Regions from separate parts of the Mus musculus genome. Here region 1 is linked to region 2. The links are chromatin contacts, called in public Hi-C maps. All regions are on one chromosome and are shown on one strand. The core of a region is the stretch at or near the end of the contact, and the rest is flanking DNA. Distances in the headings are between cores, read along the strand shown.

Region 1 (4,864 bases), core at 163-2,662, 160 kb before region 2:
TGGTTACTTTTAATTTGTGAGAAGATTGAAGGTCAAAGAAAGTGAAGGATCTAAGCACAGGAGTAACAGAGCAAATAAACCCAGATGGAAATTCTCGTCTTCATGTCAGCTCTGCAACAAACGGTTAATGCCTTGATGTGTTGCCATGGAAACAAGACCCCTATGTCAGGTTGACATTGATTCTAGCAATGGAGAAAGTGCCTTGCATTCTCTTCAACCTTGATTGTATTTCATTCAGAAAAAAAAAAATCTTCATTTTAAGAGATCAGCCCCATATCCTACGAGGACCAAAATACCAATACGGGCAATATGGTAATGTGAAATTCCATTACTGAAAATTTGCAAATTCATTTGTATCACATCTTATTTAATATGGCTTAAAAATGAAAAATTAAAGCCAGGCATGATGGGGCACCCCCTTAACCCCAGCACTCAGGAGACAGAGGAAAGTGGATCTCTTGAGATCATAGTAACAAGAGCTACACAGCAACACCCTGAATCAAAACAAAGAACAAAAGTAAGAATTAAAATATATATAACAAAAAGCAGGAACTACAAAGTCTTCACTAACATTATGCCCTTAGAATTTCCTTCCCTTAAAATATAGCTCAGAAGGGGTCTCTCTAGTGAAGAATTGATGAATAAATGTGTCTTTGCCACATTTAAAAAAAAAAAGGCTGTGAAATGATCAGACTAACAAAACAGGCTAGGCTTGAATGCTGGCCCTGTATCCTTAATCTATGGCCCTAATTCTGGGGATGGAGATACAGATCAGTGACTCAAACCATGCTTAGTATACACAAGGACCTAGATTTAACCCTTGGAACATTTGAACCTAAGTGAATCTATAGTTTCCTATGCCTCCATTTCTCACTGGTAACATAAAGACAATAGGACTTCCTACCTAGTAGGATATTCATGAAGATTAAGTAAGCTAAAACACAGAAATCGCTCTGAGTCTTGGACTCTCCACACTTTAGCTGTCCAAGTCTTTGTTGTAAAGCCAATTACTTTAGAATAGTTATAATTACTTGAAAACTCAAAGAACACCTAATATTGTTTTTAGATGCCCTGTAATTTAAGTAGGTTTGTTTTTTTCCTCCTTTCTGTTTTCTTTTGGGGTGGGAGAAGGGAAAACCTTAAACATAGCTCTGCAAGCACAAAAAGAACACACTTTTATCATCCTATGGGTCACTGAGAGAACAATGTTCCCAGAATGAGGTTGGACTCGCTGAGGAGGGTTTCTGCGGCCCTTTGCTTGGGTTTTCTAGGTCCCGTGCAAAGCATTCTGTTGTATCTGATCACAGCTCAGGCCCAGCTCGAGCGGAAGAACCACCGAGTGATGAGCTGGCTGCCAGGCCCTTTCACTTTAATTGTGGAGCTGGACTAGAAATTACCTAGCAACCACTTGAGTAAATGATAGGGAAAACTTGACAGAGTGGTTTCGCAATCGTAATCAGGCAAACATCTTTACGGTCCCTCTCCTGGCCGTATTTCCGGAGCCCTGTTCATCTGCAAGTCATCAGAATAAGCAGGTCCAATGAAGACTAACAGTGACACAAACACCTCAGAGGGAAGATGCTGAGAAAACACTTGGTCACAAAGACCTTGGGAAAGTAGCCTGCACGTTCGTCGGCGCCTACAAAGACATAGACAGCATTCCATAATGGGATGTCGTGGATGAGAAGTTTTTGTCGTGACACAGAATCAGCATCTTGGACAGATGTAACTGATCCTTAAGAATGCCACTTGAATATTCCTTCTCTTTGCCAGCCACCCAGTGACATGGTTCGGGGTTGGTTCTACCTTGCCCATCTAACTCTCTAAGTGCGTACAGTTGGAAAGTTCTAGGAAGCTGAGCTCAATCCCAGGCACTTCCCTTATAGGCGTGCAGAGACCACAGCATAAACACTTGCGGGAGCAAATTCCAAGTTGCCAAAAGATGATTTAACTACCCCAAATCTATTTACCGAGCAGCAACTAAGTAATGTACATTGGGTTTTGTGCTCAGAGTACAGAATTAAATCAATTTAAGTCCTTGCATTCAATAGCACGTTGCCAGAAGAGACGGCGCTAATGGAAATATAATAAAGCAACATGAAGCCTTTCTGCGTAAGAACGGGGTGCTGTGTGAGTACACAGCTAGCAGTTATAGTACTTAATACTTCTTTCGATATAGCTTTCTGCACATATTGACTTTTCCAAATCTCTTGAGAGCCCTAAAAGAAAACTGGGTGCACAGTGCTTAAGTGACTTACGGTCTTTTGCTATTGCCATCTTAGGACAAATGAGTTACATACTAGGAGAATTAAGGTTTTCTGGAAGGAGACCCAACATGCCATGCTGCTTGAGAAGTGAGTTCGACTCCATTAGACATCACGGAGGAAGAGAACCCCGGGAGAAGAAGGAAGCACACCCCAATATGGACACCATTAACCCTGGCAAGAGTGCTTCAGCAACAGGAATTCTACTTCCGTGTCCTCTTCTACGGCTGTGGAAGCTACAGAGCCAAGAGGTCATCCTCCTTCAGACTACCACTTGTCCTACCACAGACCCCACTTTCTAATCCAGGACCCCAGTAGTTGCCACTTCAGTGGCCTGAGGCCCCATGTGGAATGTCTTAAGACCTCATATTAACCTAGTAGGAGTAAAATGGGGTGCTGTCTACTCATAAAGAATGACCTCTACAGGGATGTGATGCCAACGGCCCCTGGAGGCGCAGGTTCAATACCCACAGACCCACATGCAAATCCTTTTGAGGGGCTGTACAGAGATGGGGTAGAAAGCTAAGGCTGGTGAGTATTCTCTATACTCTCCTAGGTTCTGACACTCTGATACTAAACTCTAGAGTCTACGAATCTCGACTCTAAAGTTAGCTTTAGGAAGCATTTTACAGGTGGCTTGGGTTTTAATCAAAAATAGAGGTTACGTATTTTATTATAAACTCAGGAGTGCAGTACACCTCATTTCAAGCAAGCTGTATCTCTTTTGCATTAATCTGCCTTATTTCTGTCATCTGTAATCCTTCTCTGACCCACCCCCTTCTCTTGTGCCTTCTCTGTTAGCCTCATGGATACACTTTAAGAATTTAGAAATATGAGGTGTGGTCTTTATTTATTCCCAAGCTCTGGGCTTTGCAAATGTTTAGGACTAGATAGAAGGGGATTTGTAACTATTTGTTGGGGAGATTAAAGGTAAACAAAAAAAAGCTGGAAGGTAAAATTTGAAGCAGAGAAAAAGAACATGGCGTTCAGAAGAGCACAGGCGCACCTATGCGAATTGCTAGCCGGCAGGTTGAGTTTGATTGTCAGAGTAATGAAGACCAGAAAGGAGTCCCAGCTGAAGAGCAGATGCTGGGGTTGGAGAACCAATCTGCTCTGCTCGCCAAAGAAATACCACACACACATTTTTTTCTCTCTCATTCCATTTGCTTCTATCTAGAGTTACTGGGGGGGGGGGGGGAGAGAGAGAGAGAGAGAGAGAGAGAGAGAGAGAGAGAGAGAGAGAGAGAGAATATGAAAATGTCTGTTATAGTAATAAGAATCCAAGAGTCCAAGGAGAAAGGCATGTTGCAGATAGAAGAGCCAACATCTAAGGGGAAACCAGCAATTCTGTCACTCTCAACCAGCTTTCTCTTGGGAGAAAAATGAAATCCAAGCTGAGCCAGGAATCTAGGGACATCAGTAGCAGGGCAGGAAAAAGGAGCAGGTAAAATGAGCCTATCAGAACAGGTTACCAGAAAGCTCAGGTAGGTCCTTGCACAAGACACCCAGCATATTTGGAATGAGGCTTGACAACCCCCCCCCACCCCCCGTCTCTGAGTTGTGTAACTCACTGGAGGGGTCAGCAGATGACTCCCAGATGTTAGCTGGCCACTAAGAGGAAGGCTTGTGGCCAGGTGTACAGTTATCAATGGTGGGCTGTCTGTTGATGTACCCTGCAAGGCTTTATCTACTCATAAGTGATTGACATTGGACAAACAGTATTCCACATTTGTAATGTAGAGCTATAGCATACAGCTCTATGGTAGCTATTGATCACATTTTCTCACTAAAAAACAATATAATTACTTCATGGGAAACTATATTATTACGACTTTGTATAGTTTGTTGTGGAGGAGTGGCAGGGAACAGTAGCCAAAACTTCATCTGTACCCTCTATAAACAATACCTTCCATAAACAATAGGTCTTTTCCCATCCTACAGTAGAGTCAGGTCATATGGATTGTCATCTATCAGACTCCCACAGTAAGACTTGAAACTATGAGTCGATGAAGCACGATGATGAGATCAACAGAGATGCAGAACATTACAGGAGCAGCCTCTGAGATGTCCAGAGGCATAGCCGAGACAAGTAGCAGAAATTCTGGGGCAGGCTCTTGGCCCAACTGCCCCAGGAGAATGATCTTGGAGGTAGAAGATGCAGCCCACTCTTTTCCCAAGCACCAACCTGCAGCCTCCCCAACCCCCAGCTTTCCATATCCACTTAAGTCAACCCCCAAGTTCTTCCCTGTAAAATGAACCAGTGAGCCCGCTTCCCCTCCAGTGTCCTGAGTAGTTCTTGCCTCCAAGCGGTGATTGCTGGCAAGTTTAAAACCATGAACTGATGCTACAAGTTATTTGTAAGAGAGCACAGTTTATGCTGGGAAAGTGGTGTCTTCCCCATTTTTAGCTAAAGACACTTCACACAATGCCACCTTTCAACATTGTGACTTCTTGTCAAATCCCCCAGTGTGCTAACTGTTGCAAAGCCACTTGGCTATCAGTTTACTACAGAATGGGGTCTTCAAAGAAAAGAGAACTTTTTTTTTAATCTCTGAAGTCCAGTGATTCCTGATAGGACTGTGAAAAGCAAGGAGGTGAGA
Region 2 (5,267 bases), core at 835-3,334:
TCCTTCTCTGACTGCTGGCTGAGCCTCAAGTTCTTTAAGTGACAAAATGCCTATTCTAGTGAAATGAGTCCATTCAAGCCACGTTAGATTACACTAAATGGGTTTATTTGCAAGCTGCTCTTGGGGACCCAAAGATCAAGGCCAGGGAAGTCACCATGGGGAGAGAAAAGGGAGAGGAGGCAGAAGAGAAAGAAAGGATGCTCTTGCAGAGAGAGGGAGAGAAGAGAGAGATCAAAATCTCTGCATTATGTAGGGAAGAGTCCCTGGGGGAAGGGCAGCCCAGCCCCTGGACTGGAAAATTCAAGGTTGGGGGCAGGGTATGCCAGTCAGGGACTGAGGGATGCTGGGAGAACCTGCTTTGATATGTAAAATCTGTACCTCAGTCCCTTTTTGGGGGGTGGGGGGTGAAGTTCTGAAACCAAACACAGGCAACAAATGAGAGAATTAGTTTTCCCCTTGAATGAGCCCCCTAATTGATTACCCAACACCAAATGGTATCCCCTCAAATCACATACACACAAACAACACTCAGTGTGTGACAATAATGAAAAAGAGTCCATGAATTTGAAAGGAAGTAAGGAGAGAAACACGGAAAATGTCAAAGGTAGAGGACACAGGAGAGGTTGGAGGGAGGAACGGAGTCTTAGCTGCTTTGTCATTGCTGGGATAAGATGCTATGTTCATGAAAATCATAGAAAAAAAAAGTTTATTTGGGGCTTATGGTTTCATAGAATGAGTCTATGATGGTGGAACAGTGGGAGCAAGAGGCAGGTTTCTGGAGCGATGCTGGAAGCTCACGTCTCAATGAGCAAGCAGGAGAGAGAGAGAGAGAGAGAGAGAGAGAGAGAGAGAGAGAGAGAGAGAGAGAGAGAGAGAGAGAGAGAGAGAGAGAGAGAGAGAACGCAATAGATATGGTGAGATGATTTGAAAACCTCAAACTGGCCCACAGCAAGACTACACCTCTTAATATCTCCCAAACAGCCGCCAAATGGAAGACAAATATTCAAATACATGAGCTTATGTAGTCCTGTTGCCTGTGCTCTGGACAGCTCTCCAAAGGACTCTACCTGCCCTTGGGGGTTGGAACCGAGCTGGTGAAGAATCAATGACACAGAGCAGGTGAGAAACCTGCAGCAAACTCCTTTAATACCCTCCACCCGCGCCCCCATTGGTCCCAAGAAAACACCTCTTCCAAATAGCAGTTCCTGATTGGCTGGCACTCTTTGCATGAGCAATCCTTGGTCTCTCAGCAGTCCTCAAACAGGTCCTCCTGCAGGAGCTGCTTGGGGGCGGAGCGAGGGTGGGATGGCGGGAGGGGGGAGTATGGGGGTGGGGACAGCGTTTACAAAGAGGCAGCCCTGCTGTCCCTGCTACATGAGCCATTCTCATTCAAACCATCACAAAAGGAGGGGGGAAATGAAATGATTATATTTTAATTAAACTTTTTAATTGTTAAGGGAAAGAAAGAAAGAAAGAAAAAAAGAAAGAAAGAACAAAAGAAAGAGTGATTAAAAAAAATACCAGACTTCAACTTTTTGGATTCTACATGCATACAAACGAATCTATTTATATCCATGTATATACATAAGCACACACTCATGAACACACTTACATAAACATGTGCATACATACACACACACATACAAAAAAAACAGAAAAAAAGTTTGGTATTCAATTCATTTTCACTTCCTTTTAGATGTTTTTCCCCCACTAAAATCTGGTTCCTGAGTCCAGGATGATCTTGGCACCCACCACCTACGAGGAACTCTGTTAATGCGGGCAGAACACAATGCCTTCCTGACGGGGCCTGCAGACAACTGCAGTGCTTGTCACTGAGAGACTTCTGGGAGCTTTGTGCTTTCTTCACCCTGACATCTAAAGAAGATGGAAGATCCTTATTTTAAGATTTTTCAAAGATTGTCTGGATCTTAGTCAGAAAGTGTCACAAAGAAAAGAAGAAAAGTTTTAGTGTTTCTGTGTGTTGGGTTTTTTTTTTTTTTTCAAACTCACTTCCTGCCTACCCAAGTAGCAAGCAGGGCCTTGGTGGTTCTGTTTTGAAGTGGCAATTTCTATAACATCCTTTTGAGATAATTATCTGTTTTTGTGGTTTTGAAAGAATACAATAAAACCTAATTTGAATGCAGATGAGATATTAAAACTGAGGGAATTTTTTTTTTCTAATTCCACCTTTGCAATTTACCTTAGGAAAAAAATTCTTTTTGATTTCTCCCTCAAATTTTTATCAATTATCATCAGTGTAATTTCTTAACAAATTAGACCTTTCGTTCCTTTCCTGCTCATTGATTTTCGGTTCATCCAGTTTCCAATTTGATGCATCTCTTTTAAAGAAAACAGGCAGACCATGCCAGGGAATGATCACACGTTCCCCAAAATGAGGTCTTAATTTCAACTATAGCTGTGGACGAGTGAACTACAACCTGAATAAATACAAAACATCTGACCCTTGCAGCGCTGAGATTGGCCAGATCGCAATCAACTGGTACTTCCTTCTTCCTAATTTTAATTCCATTTGAGAATTGCCCGTGATAATTGGACCCAGGTCTCTTCCCAAAGTAACATTATCTCAGAGTTTACAATTTCGTTAACCTCCTGTGATTAGCAAGAGGAGCATGCCAAAGCCCTCACTGATTGCTCTGGGCTGGGACACGTGGCTCCAGCAAGCCTTGCTTGCATGAAAAGTGGCCGACACTGTGTGACCAACCCAAGCTGATGCAATTCCTTCACAGAGAAAGTACAGTAAAGGGTCCCCAGTTAAGTCACAGAACTGCAGGGGAGCCGTCATGCTGGTTTTAAAAATGAAAACCACCAAGTAACTGAGAAATTACTTTGAATAAGTTCAAGTAAAAACCGTAAGTTCAAGAACCATATTAAAACGTAGAGGATCTGGACTTCTCTGATTGAATAAATACCTTCTTAGCTTACTTCATAACCAGAGATGGAAAAATATTAAAATTAAATGGGATAATTACTTTTCAAATCTGATCTAGCGCTCATAAGAACGAAGCAGGAAATTTTAGATAATCACACCTCTAGTCATAAGTAAGTAGCTAATGAAATCTCAAACTGGGAACATTGATTTTTGAAGAGACCTGAGTCAAATTATAATGAGACCAAATATAGAACTAAAATTAGGTAAGAACTCAAGTAACGTTTTAGTAAAATAATCTCATATTTATAGTATGCCTAAAAGGTATGTTAAATGTAATATTGTTTTGATCATTGGTGTGAGAAGAAACATTTAGAATATAAAATCCAGTTACTGCAGAGATGTTTAGAACTCTTTTCTACCTCAGCTTTAAGAAAAAAAAACTTTGAAAATAACTTTCTATTTCTTCCTTAAATATCTTTGAAAATAATAATCGGATGTAAAATAAATTTCTAAAAGTTTAGAGTGCTTAGAGGTTCTGTAAACTTGAAAGGATATTCATAGTGCATCATGAAAATAAAATCTTTCCCCTTATAGCATCTGGGAAAACCCACACAGCAATTCACACAACACAAATCTCTGGAATGGTGGGCTATGTGTCGTTTCCTCTCCTACCATATTATTGAATAGATGGATAATCGCATGCTTGATAGCATGAGAGATGATGCGAATTCTCTAACAGGGTCTCCTATATTCAGGAAAGGTGGAAAGGTGGACACAGGAAACGGCGAGGATGCTAGCCTGCTTTACTGTAGTGATGGCTTCACTAGCCATAGCTACATCATGACGAGCGTGTGAGAGAACCACCCTGCACACCTTCAGTTTACCGTCTTGGGCAGTGGCTCAGGAGGGTGATGGTTAAGGGATTAGGCAGCAAGCGTGAGGATCTGAGGCCAGATTCCCCACAACCTAGGTGAAGCCAGATATAGTATGGCACGCCTGTAATTCTAGTTCTCATACATGGAGGTGAGGACAGAAGATGCCATGGAAGCTCATGTACCAATAGTTTGCCTGACATAGTGGCTCATAACGGTTCAGTCTCAGATGAAGTAGAAGGTGAGAAATGAAACACAAAGTTGTCTTCTGGCCTTTACACGCTTTGTGCCTTAGTAGACATGTGTGTACACGCATGCATACATATATGTATATATGTATAACTTTAAAAGTAACTGAATAAATATTTCTTGAGGGATTTTAAAAACTGGGCTCAGTACTGTTTGGAAATCCTGCTAATTAAGGTCAAAGTCTACCTCTGAACTTGGTACAAAATGGGGGACTCCCCTTTTTCCAGCAGGGCATTCATAGTACTTTAAACTCTAGCCAATGATTTTACATTCACCCTGAAAACTCCTTCCCACTCTCCAAGATTCATATATAGCCCTTGGTGTATAAGGTGTACGCACACCAGCTGTCTTTCTGAAGATTATCTAAGAGAACTGCTCCGTTGGATGTAGTCTAAAAGAGCTATAACATTAAAATCCTCAGAGAAGGCCTTCTTTGGAGAAGGTATATCCCACCCTCCTACCCTCCCATCCCCCCACCCACTCCTAGCCAAACCTGGAGCCTGCAGACCCCACCCATTCCAAACTCTGCTTCATCCTTCCAGCACCTGGTCACTCTGAGGGAGGAAACAGAGGATGCTGAACCACGGCTGGTCCCCAACACGCATACCACACAGTACTAGGCACTACAGAACAGGAACACACGGGTGCACAAAAGAAATCCTTATCCTGTTAGAGTTTGTTATCTACCAGGCTAACACAAACAAAGAATGCTATAAGGGCTGACAACATGGAGAGTGTTAGTTGGCGATAAATGTTTGGTATAAAAATTAAACAAATAGCCAGGCATGGTGGCACACGCCTTTAATCCCAGCACTTGGGAGGCAGAGGCAGGCAGATTTCTGAGTTCAAGGCCAGCCTGATCTACAAAGTGAGTTCCAGGACAGCCAGGGCTACACAGAGAAACCCTGTCTCCAAAAACCAAAAAAAAAAAAAAAAAAAAAAGAAAGAAAGAAATTAAACAAAGAAGCAACATTAGAGATGTCAGGTATAAGTACTGCCTAAACTGTGTGTGTTCAGCAAGGGCATATGTTAGTTGCATTTTTTTCTTAACCCAGCTAGCTCCCAAATAATTGAGAAAAGACTATTTTATTTATTGAACAGCTTTGAGGCACAATGAATGAGCAGTGTTAATCTATTTTAATCCGATAAACTAACCTGGCAAAATCCCTGAGATGCTTGCATTGTGTGACTTTCTCTGTTCCAGATGTTTTTATGATGTTTCGGGGACCCTTTTCTCCTGGCTGAATCTCCACTTC

The links. Hi-C and Micro-C count contacts between places; a contact is called where the count stands out from the background.
Region 1: a Hi-C map of the N1E-115 cell line shows a contact between it and region 2, with 4 times the contacts expected there. The contact joins two enhancer-like sites. A contact is called at or near these places in 5 of 39 promoter capture datasets (the 3T3-L1 cell line, embryonic stem cells, hippocampal neurons and 1 more), 2 of 15 datasets of contacts at CTCF or cohesin (embryonic stem cells and pro-B cells), 38 of 484 Hi-C or Micro-C datasets (B cells, the C2C12 cell line, DN3 thymocytes and 21 more) and 3 of 115 datasets of contacts at active chromatin or transcription factors (embryonic stem cells, fibro-adipogenic progenitors and microglia).

What each region holds. Positions count from the first base shown.
Region 1 is chr10:99,570,774-99,575,637 of GRCm38.p6, reverse strand. No RefSeq gene overlaps it. Among named protein-coding and RNA genes, the nearest start is that of Gm20110, 36 kb to the left of the region's middle. Within about 2 kb of position 1,412, at least 13 of the 459 cell types and tissues checked have an H3K27ac peak or open chromatin away from gene starts, as enhancers often do. A contact at or near this core is called in the N1E-115 cell line, Th2 cells and pro-B cells, where this site is marked.
Region 2 is chr10:99,413,783-99,419,049 of GRCm38.p6, reverse strand. No RefSeq gene overlaps it. Among named protein-coding and RNA genes, the nearest start is that of Gm34983, 43 kb to the left of the region's middle. Within about 2 kb of position 2,084, at least 36 of the 459 cell types and tissues checked have an H3K27ac peak or open chromatin away from gene starts, as enhancers often do. A contact at or near this core is called in the N1E-115 cell line, Th2 cells and pro-B cells, where this site is marked.